2 separate regions of the Danio rerio genome follow, and region 1 is linked to region 2. The links are chromatin contacts, called in public HiChIP or PLAC-seq maps. All regions are on one chromosome and are shown on one strand. Each heading gives the region's core, a stretch centred on a gene start, on an enhancer-like site or on the middle of the called end of the contact. The rest is flanking DNA. Distances are from core to core; before and after follow the strand shown.

Evidence for each region. HiChIP or PLAC-seq counts read pairs in DNA pulled down with a chosen protein or histone mark.
Region 1: a contact with region 2 is called in an H3K4me3 HiChIP or PLAC-seq map of gastrula embryo, with 2.4 times the contacts expected there. The contact joins the promoter of stx1b here to the promoter of gnb3b in region 2. A contact is called at or near these places in 2 of 4 datasets of contacts at active chromatin or transcription factors (embryo and gastrula embryo).

The regions. Positions count from the first base shown.
Region 1 is chr19:6,185,224-6,190,176 of GRCz12tu, reverse strand. It overlaps stx1b (syntaxin 1B), which reads left to right and starts at 1,408. Exons shown (of 10, transcript NM_131523.1): 1 at 1,408-1,437. The coding sequence starts at 1,408.
Region 2 is chr19:6,056,285-6,061,288 of GRCz12tu, reverse strand. It overlaps gnb3b (guanine nucleotide binding protein (G protein), beta polypeptide 3b), which reads left to right and starts at 2,186. Exons shown (of 9, transcript NM_213202.1): 1 at 2,186-2,333; 2 at 4,401-4,491; 3 at 4,960-5,004. The coding sequence starts at 4,435.

The sequences.
Region 1 (4,953 bases), core at 159-2,658, 130 kb before region 2:
AACATAATATAATATAATATAACATAATACAATATAATATAATATAATATAACTTAATATAATATAATGTAATATAATATAATATAAAAATATAATATAATATAACTTAATATAATATAATGTAATATAATATAACATAAAATAATATAATATAACTTAATATAATATAATATAATATAATATAATATAATATAATATAATATAACTTAATATAATATAATATAACATAATATAATATAATATAACATAATATAACATAAAATAATATAATATAACTTAATATAATATAATATAATATAATATAATATAATATAATATAACATAATATAATATAATATAATATAACATAATACAATATAATATAATATAATATAATATAACTTAATATAATATAATGTAATATAATATAATATAACTTAATATAATATAATGTAATATAATATAACATAAAATAATATAATATAATATAATATAATATAATATAATATAATATAATATAACTTAATATAATATAATATAACATAATATAATATAACTTAATATAATATAATATAACTTAATATAATATAATATAACATAATATAACGTAAAATAATATAATATAATATAATATAACTTAATATAATATAACATAATATAACATTATATAATATTATTTATCATAATAAAATATAATGTTAATATAACATAAACTATTATAATATAATGTAATATTATATAATTTAAAATAATATAAAATAAAATAATATAACATAACATAACATAACATATCATAGCATAATATAATATAATAATTACTACAAGAGTATGTGTATTTCAGTTTGCCCCATCTGTTTTATTCCCCCGCATTAGCCTGAAATAATCCCGCATCGATTATTTCATCAGGCCTAAAGGAGTCTCCTGCTCTTTGATTCCGCCTAAAACAAACTACAGTTCCCTAGTTATGATGGGGAACGTGGGCCAGTTACGCGCTGCGGAGACGCACAGTACAGCAAGCGAGCGGGATGGGGGAGGGGCAGCAGGTAAAGTGAGACGGATGCGCGTGCGCAGAAGATCCCCAGCCCTCTGCATCGCTCCCCTCCCCCCACCTCTCTTTTTTTTTTGCAGCATCAGTACCGCGTTCGGAATCGCATTCGTGTGCTGGAGTCAGAGCGCGCTGCGGGGCATCACTGCACCGCCACGGAGGACACACCACCACCATCACACAACCAGGAACAGGGAAAAGGGGGAAAAGGCGTGAAATAGCGCAGAGAGGAGACAGAAGAAACAGGGCGGCCTTTTTTTTCCCCCCAAATCACCTGCTACATCTGTGGGAAATTAAAACAGGAGCCAGACATTTGCCAAGCATAAAAACACGAACGCAGCGGACATCTCAAGAGATATTTTTGGCCAGCACGGCGGGGAAAAATGAAGGATCGCACGCAGGAACTACGAAGTGTAAGTCTGCTGCTTTTATCGCTCATCTCCTCCCATATTCTCCGTCTCCTCACCGCAACCGGGCGTCAGCAGCTGACATCTCACTGCTGCTCGCTCACGGTTCAGCATTTACGGGGATGTGCACGGAATTTTCCCGCGATCTCACATCCTCATACTCCTTATTTCTCCTTTCTTCTTGATGCAGTTACTCAATCAAATCGCGGATATACTACGTGTTTAATAGCCGCTCTCACTCCCGCACCCTTCCATGTGCGATGGATCGATTTATCGATCAAATCTGGTTATATGGCGTAATTTGCGAAATGAGCCCCCCTACATTAACATGCATACAAACAGACCACCTTTGATACATGTCGCCCAGGAGTGTGATCTATCTACTGCTGCTGCGGATAGTTAGCCAGTATCCATACACTGACACGCACCATCCCAATATCTAATTCTATGATCACCGCATGATCAATAATTAATACAGATCTTTATGTTTTATTTTATTTTATTTTAAAACGGATATAACACTGGTTCTCCTTTGGTACACCTTAAATTTGCCTTCTGCACCAGGGAATTTTGAGTATCTCCAGCTAAAGCTGCATCCCCGATGCATGTACATCTTCATCGGACGCATTTTAATCGCTGGGTGTGATGTGCGATTATTGCAGCACGCATTGTTCCGTTCTTAGCCCCTATATTAGGCATGAAAGGATGTAATATTGTTGCTTGTATCGCTCAATTGAGCTAAAGCAATGCAACATGGCCGCCAAATTATTTCTATTTGTAGTCGCGACGGTATAGCGGCTTAATCATTTATTTATTTATTTATTTTTCCATAATATCGAAGGTGGGCCTTGAGGCTTTAATGCGTCGCCCAACCTCCACGAATTTTCCGTCGCCAGAGATCAATGAAATATCGTAAAGGAAACGCCTGAACCCAGTGCACTGCACTCATCAGTGTGCGCGCGCGCGCGTGGTGCGCTTGGGGGGTTATAAGACAGATAAGTAGTGCATTAACATGTTTGTATAAATAAATAGATAACTTCACAACTCAAGCCATCTTCATCAACTCAAAGTCATTAGTGCAAAACTCGGACCGGAATCCGTCCAAGACTTCCCTTATTCCCCTCGGAGAAGCGGAGCATCTGATATCAGCCGTGGCTTATCAGACGCAATGTAGAAATGTAATCTACAGATAATTGGATTTACAGAATTCGCAATTATACGTGATGCGCGTGCACCATATCCTCCCCAAAGCCGAGCACGCTCGCTGTATCCTCCGCCGCCTGCGCTTTAAAACACACATCCATCATTAGTCTTGCTTCTAAAGGTGTTAATAGCTCAACGCGAATCTGATGCGACATGATTGGGCAATAATCACATTTTATGTAATCGTCAACATCACTGTGACGTATTGGTCGCGCGGTGAGGGAAGCGTACGGGTTGCTTGGACTGTGGGCGTGCGCAGGGCGAGCGTGTCTGTGCATAGCGGAGACGAGCAAGGATAAATCAGACAGAATTCATTGACCTTGCCCCCCTTTCTGGATTGGGTTTCGTTTGTGTGTAGGGGAAGGGATCTGACATTAAATGAATGAGTGAGATTGAATGGCGTAATTGCAGGCTTGTCGTGGAAGCGAGGTGGAGATGCAGCATTGTTCCACAGTGGCCAAAGCAAACCTGGGATAAAAATTTCACATCAAACACTGAAGATTTATGACTTTAATCGGCTACTCCAACGAAGATGTCACCTCAACTGCGCCGTTCACATAATTAGTATACTTAATTTCTTACGATTGCAGTGATAGCGGCCAAAAAGAGACCCACAGAGGATTGAACGGAATATCAATGGCAAATCATTAGGTGTACATAATAAAGCTATGGAGTCATGCAGGAGAAAATGGCACTATTGCATTAAGTATATATTTAATTATATGTATATATATATATATATATATATATATATATATATATATATATATATATATATATATATATATATATATATATCTTTTTTGAATATTTTCTAAACGATGTTAAATAGAGCAAGGAAATTTTCACAATTTGTCTGATAATATTTGTTCTTCTGGAGAAAGCTTTATTTGTTTTCTTTTGGCTAGAATAAAAGCAGTTTTTATTTTTATTTTTAAAAACATTTTAGGGACTAAATTAATAGCCCCTTTAAGCTAATTTTTTTTTTCGATGGTCTCAAGAACAAACCATCGTTATACAATAACTTGCCTAATTACCCTAACCTGCCTAGTTAACCTTATTATTAAGCCTTTAAATGTCACTTCAAGATATATAGAAGTGTCTTGAAAAAGATCTAGTAAAATATTATTTACTGTCCTTATGGTAAAGATAAAATAAAACAGTTATTAGAGATGAGTTGTTATAACTATTATGTTTAGAATGTGTTGAAAAAAAATCTTCTCTCAATTAAACAGAAATTGGGGAAAAAACTAAACAGGGTGGCAATTAATTCAGGGTGGCTAATAATTCTGACTTCAACTATATATATATATATATATATATATATATATATATATATATATATATATATATATATATATATATATATAACAATTAAAACAGATATTAGCATAAATATAGATGTTTTTATGAGCGTTTTGATGTTTCAATAAATGTTATAGCTGAAATATAGCCAAAAATATATAAGAGGCAAACGTTCCCCATCCAGCCTGCTCTGTCGCAAAAAGTCATGCCTTCTTTGATCATTTTTGTTGCCATGTTTATTGGGTTTGTCAGGTATCAACATATATTAATTATAACCTTATAACTATATTACACTATAAAACTACCCTACAAAAATGCTGGGTTCTACACAAATCCTTCATGTTGGCTCAACACAAATCTATTAAGTTCATTTTTACAAGTTCAAGTGGATTGGACATAAAACAATTAAGTTGTTGCCAAAAAAACCTAATAATTGTGCTGTTTCAACTAATTTTAAGTAAAAAGCATTAAAAGGGATTTTTATGACGGCATCTCCACTAATATATGTTTCTGATGCAAACATCTAATATGGATCTGTGGTGAGTTTCCTAAACAACGATGCACCTCGTGACTGAACTATCATAGTACGATGCATCGTTTGGGGAAAGAACGACGTAGTTATGGATGTTTCCCAAAACCAAAAGTTCAAAAACAAAAGTTTCTTTATCGCAGATCCGTTTAAATCACGTTAGTTATATCGTAAAACGCCTATAATAAAGCTCTAACTGGGGCGGAGCAACAACTTCTTTAGAGAAGAACCCCATAATTTCTTTGTGCAAACTATATTGTTTTACACGCACGCGCATTTAAAATAAAATCCATTATCAGTTTTGATAAAGACATGCACTCATTTTCCATATTAATTGAAATATATGTATATGTCACATATTTAATATTCTATTCCAAAACATAAAATCACTTACAAAAAGCTAACACGCATGCTGGTCTCATATATAAATCATATAAAGAAATAAACAATGAGGCTATTAATTAAGAAATTAAACTTTATATTTA
Region 2 (5,004 bases), core at 937-3,436:
GCAGAGTGGATGGCAACATCAACAGCCTGAGGTATCAAGACATTTGTGCTGCCCATTACATTACAAACCACAGGAGAGGGTGAATTCTCCAGCAGGATAGCGCTCCTTCTCATACTTAGGCCTCCACATCAAAGCTCCTGAAAGCAAAGAAGGTCAAGCTGCTCAAGAATTGGCCAGCCCAGACGCCAGAAATGAACATTATTGAGCATGCCTGGGGTAAAATGAAGGAGGAGGCATTGAAGATGAATCCAAAGAATCTTGATGAACTCTGGGAGTCCTGCAGGGACGCTTTCTTTGCCATTCCAGATGACTTTATTAATAAGCGATTTGAGTCATTGCAGAGATGTATGGATGCAGTCCTCCAAGCTCATGGGAGTCAGACACAATTATTATCTCTGTTTCCACTGCACCATGACTTTATATTCTATACTGTACATTATTTCTGTGACAAGACCTTTGTCTCAGCAAAGTCAGACCTTATTGTCCTAATGAACTAATTAACAATCAAGGCATGATCATATTTTATTTTGGTAAAATAAGCATAATCTAGAGGCCTTTGCCTTTCATATTAACCACTTCTGATACCAAATGATCAACTAGAAGTCAACTTATTATTTGTTTTTCCTAAAATGTGAATTGGCAACAAGACTTTTGTCAGGTGGTGTATCTTCCTTTGTGTTAAAAAGAAAGAAAGCAACTCAAAAAGGTTCGGAACAAGTTGAGGATTAGTAGATGTTGACAGAACTAAGATTTTTGGGTGGACTGCCCCTTTAAAATTAGATTAAATGCACAGTTTGACACATTTGCATGATTACATTGCCCAATAGGATTATAGCGTTTCTTCAAGCCAGAACCTCATTTTCTGCAGTGGAAATGTGTATAATGGTTTGAGTTTGCAGCTAGGAACCTACATAGGAACCATTTTAGGGGACTTTCTTTTTGGCAACTCATTTCTTCTAAAACACTGCTGTAAAAACACACTTTCACTTTTAGAGAGCATACAGTGAATAAACCACAAACAAATGATCACCATCATTACTCCTCTCTATTCTGATCGGAAGTGTAAGCCATCAGGAGGAGTTATCATAATAATAACTTTCCTCACTTTCTTCCTCTGTTGCTCTTTGTGTCCCCCGTGACGTCTGCTCCACGGATTCACCTGCTCTAATTCCTTAACAGGATTGCAGATTCCCGGATATCCACTTAGAAACTGATTAGGCGAGCTCAACTCATTAGCTCTGACAAACCAATTCAAAGCCAAAGAACAAGCCCCCTCCTATTGAGCCTTTACCAAACCTACACCAATGACCCTTACACAAATGGCAGATCGGTTATTAAACTGCTCTAATGAGATAACAACTAGTCTATTATGCTTTAAACAGGATGCAAAATGATTGTAGAATCAATACGGAGAACTTTACGACACTCCTAAGATGTTTGTGAATCTGACGTATTCGTGTTTACCCAATTTACCTTACTTGCTTTACTTCCAACAGATACACGGTTAAACTAAATCAAATGAATAAAATTAAATGGTTTCCATTTAAAATTCTGCAACATTGGGTTGGAAATATAATTGGTAAACTATCCTTAATGCTTGCCTAAAGCGCCTACATGATAAAAGTGGTATAAATTCATTGAAAATCACAGATTTTTTATACTTTTTTCATACAACTTATTAAAAATGAGCCAAATTAATACAATTCTTGAGGCTTTTTTGGGACAACCTGATTGTTTTATGTTGAATCCACTTAAAACAATTAAGTTAACTTAATGGATTTGTGTTGGAAGAACATGAAGCAATTGTGTGAAACCCAATATTTTACACAGTTAAAAACACAGTCACTATTTTAAAGCCTTTTGCTTGGGTTTCCATTGGTGTAGCTCAATCAAGTTTGTTGCGTTTTTAACCAATGATCCAACTTCTCTCATGCATAATCCCGGATTCATCACTTTCTGCGCTCACTTTTGCTTCGTCTTTCGACTCCATAACCTGATTTTCCATCGCAATCGGTTTACCTGTTCCCTGCCCTCCCCCTTTCCCCTCTCTCTTTCTCTCTCTTACCCTTTCTCTGCCCATCTTTTGGCTTATCCTTTCATCCCTGATCTCCTTCATCCCCTCCAATCCTCATCTGTTCCTCTTGCAGAGACGGGGGAAGAGACGAGAGAGTTTTTCCACAGGTAAGTTGCATCCTGTCTGTTGGGGAACCTGTGGGAGGCACAGAGAGATACGATTGAAGAGCTGTTTTGTGGACTAAGCAGAAAAGAGACTGAGAGAAAGAGAGAGAGACTTGGAGTAATAGAGAAGACAAGAAGCCTTTGTTGGTAGTGAGGTGAGTTTGTTCGTCGTCTTTTATTAGGTCGTGCAGTGATCTGAACTGGCGAACAAATCTATAAAACTTGGGCTTAAAGAGGATAGTTTACCCAAAAGTGAAAATTCCTTCTCACTTTTCTGATTGGTCGGAACCAATTAGACTTTGTTTTTTTCTTCTGTTGAGGTATTTGGAGGAATGCTGCTAGCCATTGACTTCTAGAGTCTTTTATGTTTCCTATTACGGAAGTCAATGCATACCAGCATTCTACATAATGTCTAGTTTTGTGTTCAATGAAAGAAAAAAACCCATGAAGGCTTAAAACCATTGGGTGTACTATCTCTTTAAGACATTTCCATGCCTTTTTAGTAACTTTGTATGAAAGTATAATGCACAAAAACTCTTAGAATGTGACAAACAGATGCAAAATGCTTAGTAAAATGTGTTAAATAAAAAAAAAAAAAGCATTTTAAGAATATAACTTGTAGTGATCCTAGTTTAATCTTTGGAGAATTACCTGAAACAACCTATCAAGTAATGGTAATTTGGAATTTTGTTTATTTTTATTGATTTCAATTGGTATTTCGAGAATGCACTGAAGATTTTCAGAATCAAATTTGGTCCTTGATACACATTTACTACAGTAATCGCAATTAACTATGCATATAATTGCATTCAACTAGCCCTAAACTTAATCCTCATTGACCTTAAACATGTAGTAAGTAATACTACTTTGCACTTAAATATATGTCAATAATATTTTGGCTTTTATACTAATGCATTCCTCTGGATGTTTGGTTCTAAACAGATCATGAGGTCGCAACTTGTAAACTTGACCAATTTGTAGGATTAAACTAATGCTACAGCTGCTCTTAAGCTTAAAAGTCATGAGATTCATAGCATCCAGACGAACATTCTTGTAAAATCGATCACATAAATCAAACATCGCAGAAGGTATACACTCAAAAAAGGTCATTTCTTCCTCTTTTCATTGCGTTTTGTCTTTGATCTCCGAACCCCGGGTACCAACTGATCTCGTCGCAAAGAGCAGTCGGTAATCGGATGACAGGAGATTTGATAAACCACCCCCCTGGGAGCTCCTGCAGGGGCTTAGACCTTTCTTCTAGCCCTCCTCGGCATCAATAAAACAACTGTGCTCTCATCAAGAGCTGAACTCATCATGATCTTGTAGCTATTATATCATATGATCAATCGATCGTCAGCTACACAATGCAAGATCATGGTTTCTACAGAAGACTAGTCTCTATTTAACAGTCATTTAAGTTAATTAGGATTTCCAGCTTGACAATTTCTCGTAGTTTTCTCGAGGTAAATTCATACGGCGGTCGAGTATCTCCATATAACTTTTTAAACCTTTGATATTTAAGCAGATCTCAGGTTAAGTTGATTACCATTGCATTAGATGCAGATTGCATTGTTGCAGATCTGCCTGCTTTTTTGCACATTACTGTTAACGGGAAGGCTTGATTGCTTCCATATTGAGGATTTTAAATTACCATTAGTCTGATGCAAATACAATTTAGCTTTTTTATTTGAAATTGCATATGTATTCAGTATTTTAATGTGAACAGGAGGCTTCAACGGGACTGGTTCAGTTTTGAAGGACTCATTTGGGAGTTTTCCTTGATGCCTTTTAAGCTGCTTGGTGCAGATGTCAATGTTTGAATAGTACATCTAATTAACGCCTGAGCTGTAAAGCATTTTCTGCTTAGCATTTCCTATAAAATATTAGCAAACTCTTCCAAATCAGATTAATCTCTACAGTTTTTAAATGACACATATCATTCCACTATTTCTGTCTTGCTTAGTGAGATTTTACACTCAGCTTAATTACTGTACAGTGAGTTTTTTTAACATTGAAACAAAGTCAGATTTCAATATAGTCATCAATACTTGATCTCTATTAAGTTTTATACGTATTATTATTAGATCAATACAGGTGATGTAATAGCCTCAAGGCCTAGTTCAGATTTATTTTATTGCATATATAGCCATTTTCAACTAGGATATGACTATATTACTCGTATTAATTTTCGTTTTTTTTTTGTTTTGTTTTTTTGCTTTTAGCTTGTGCTATTAAACACCCCGATCAACAGCAGCCATGGGTGAAATGGAACAGATGAAAAAGGAGGCTGAAGGCCTGAAGACACAGATTGAGGTGAGATTGGTGTTTAGTCTTGTATTTATATCTACTGTCAGGATTGATGAAATGCATGCAGCGAATGATTAAAAACCACTAATAACTTAGGATTTCTGCAGTTGACCTTATTGCATATGAATTTGTAGGAGTTTCACTTTCAGACACAAAATTGTTCTGAACGTATTTGAAGTCAAACAACATGATCTACTGAGGTCATTTTACTAGTATCTGCTCTATTATTTAACACCATGTTTTAACCGTTGGTCCGGCTTGCTTGCAACCTAACTGATACCCTAATGAGCTGTTTTTCTTTATAAGTGTGTGCTTTGTCTGTAGATCACTTGCACCTACATCAGTGCTTTTTAGCACTCTTTAGTAAATCTGGCTCTTTCCACACTTAAATTTGACACAGGAACACAGATTAAAAATAAATCATTAAATGTGAACGATTTGCTAATGTAACAAACTATTGGCTTCCATTTCTAGGCGGCTCGCAAAGCAGCCCATGACACAGACATGGCGGCAGCCGCT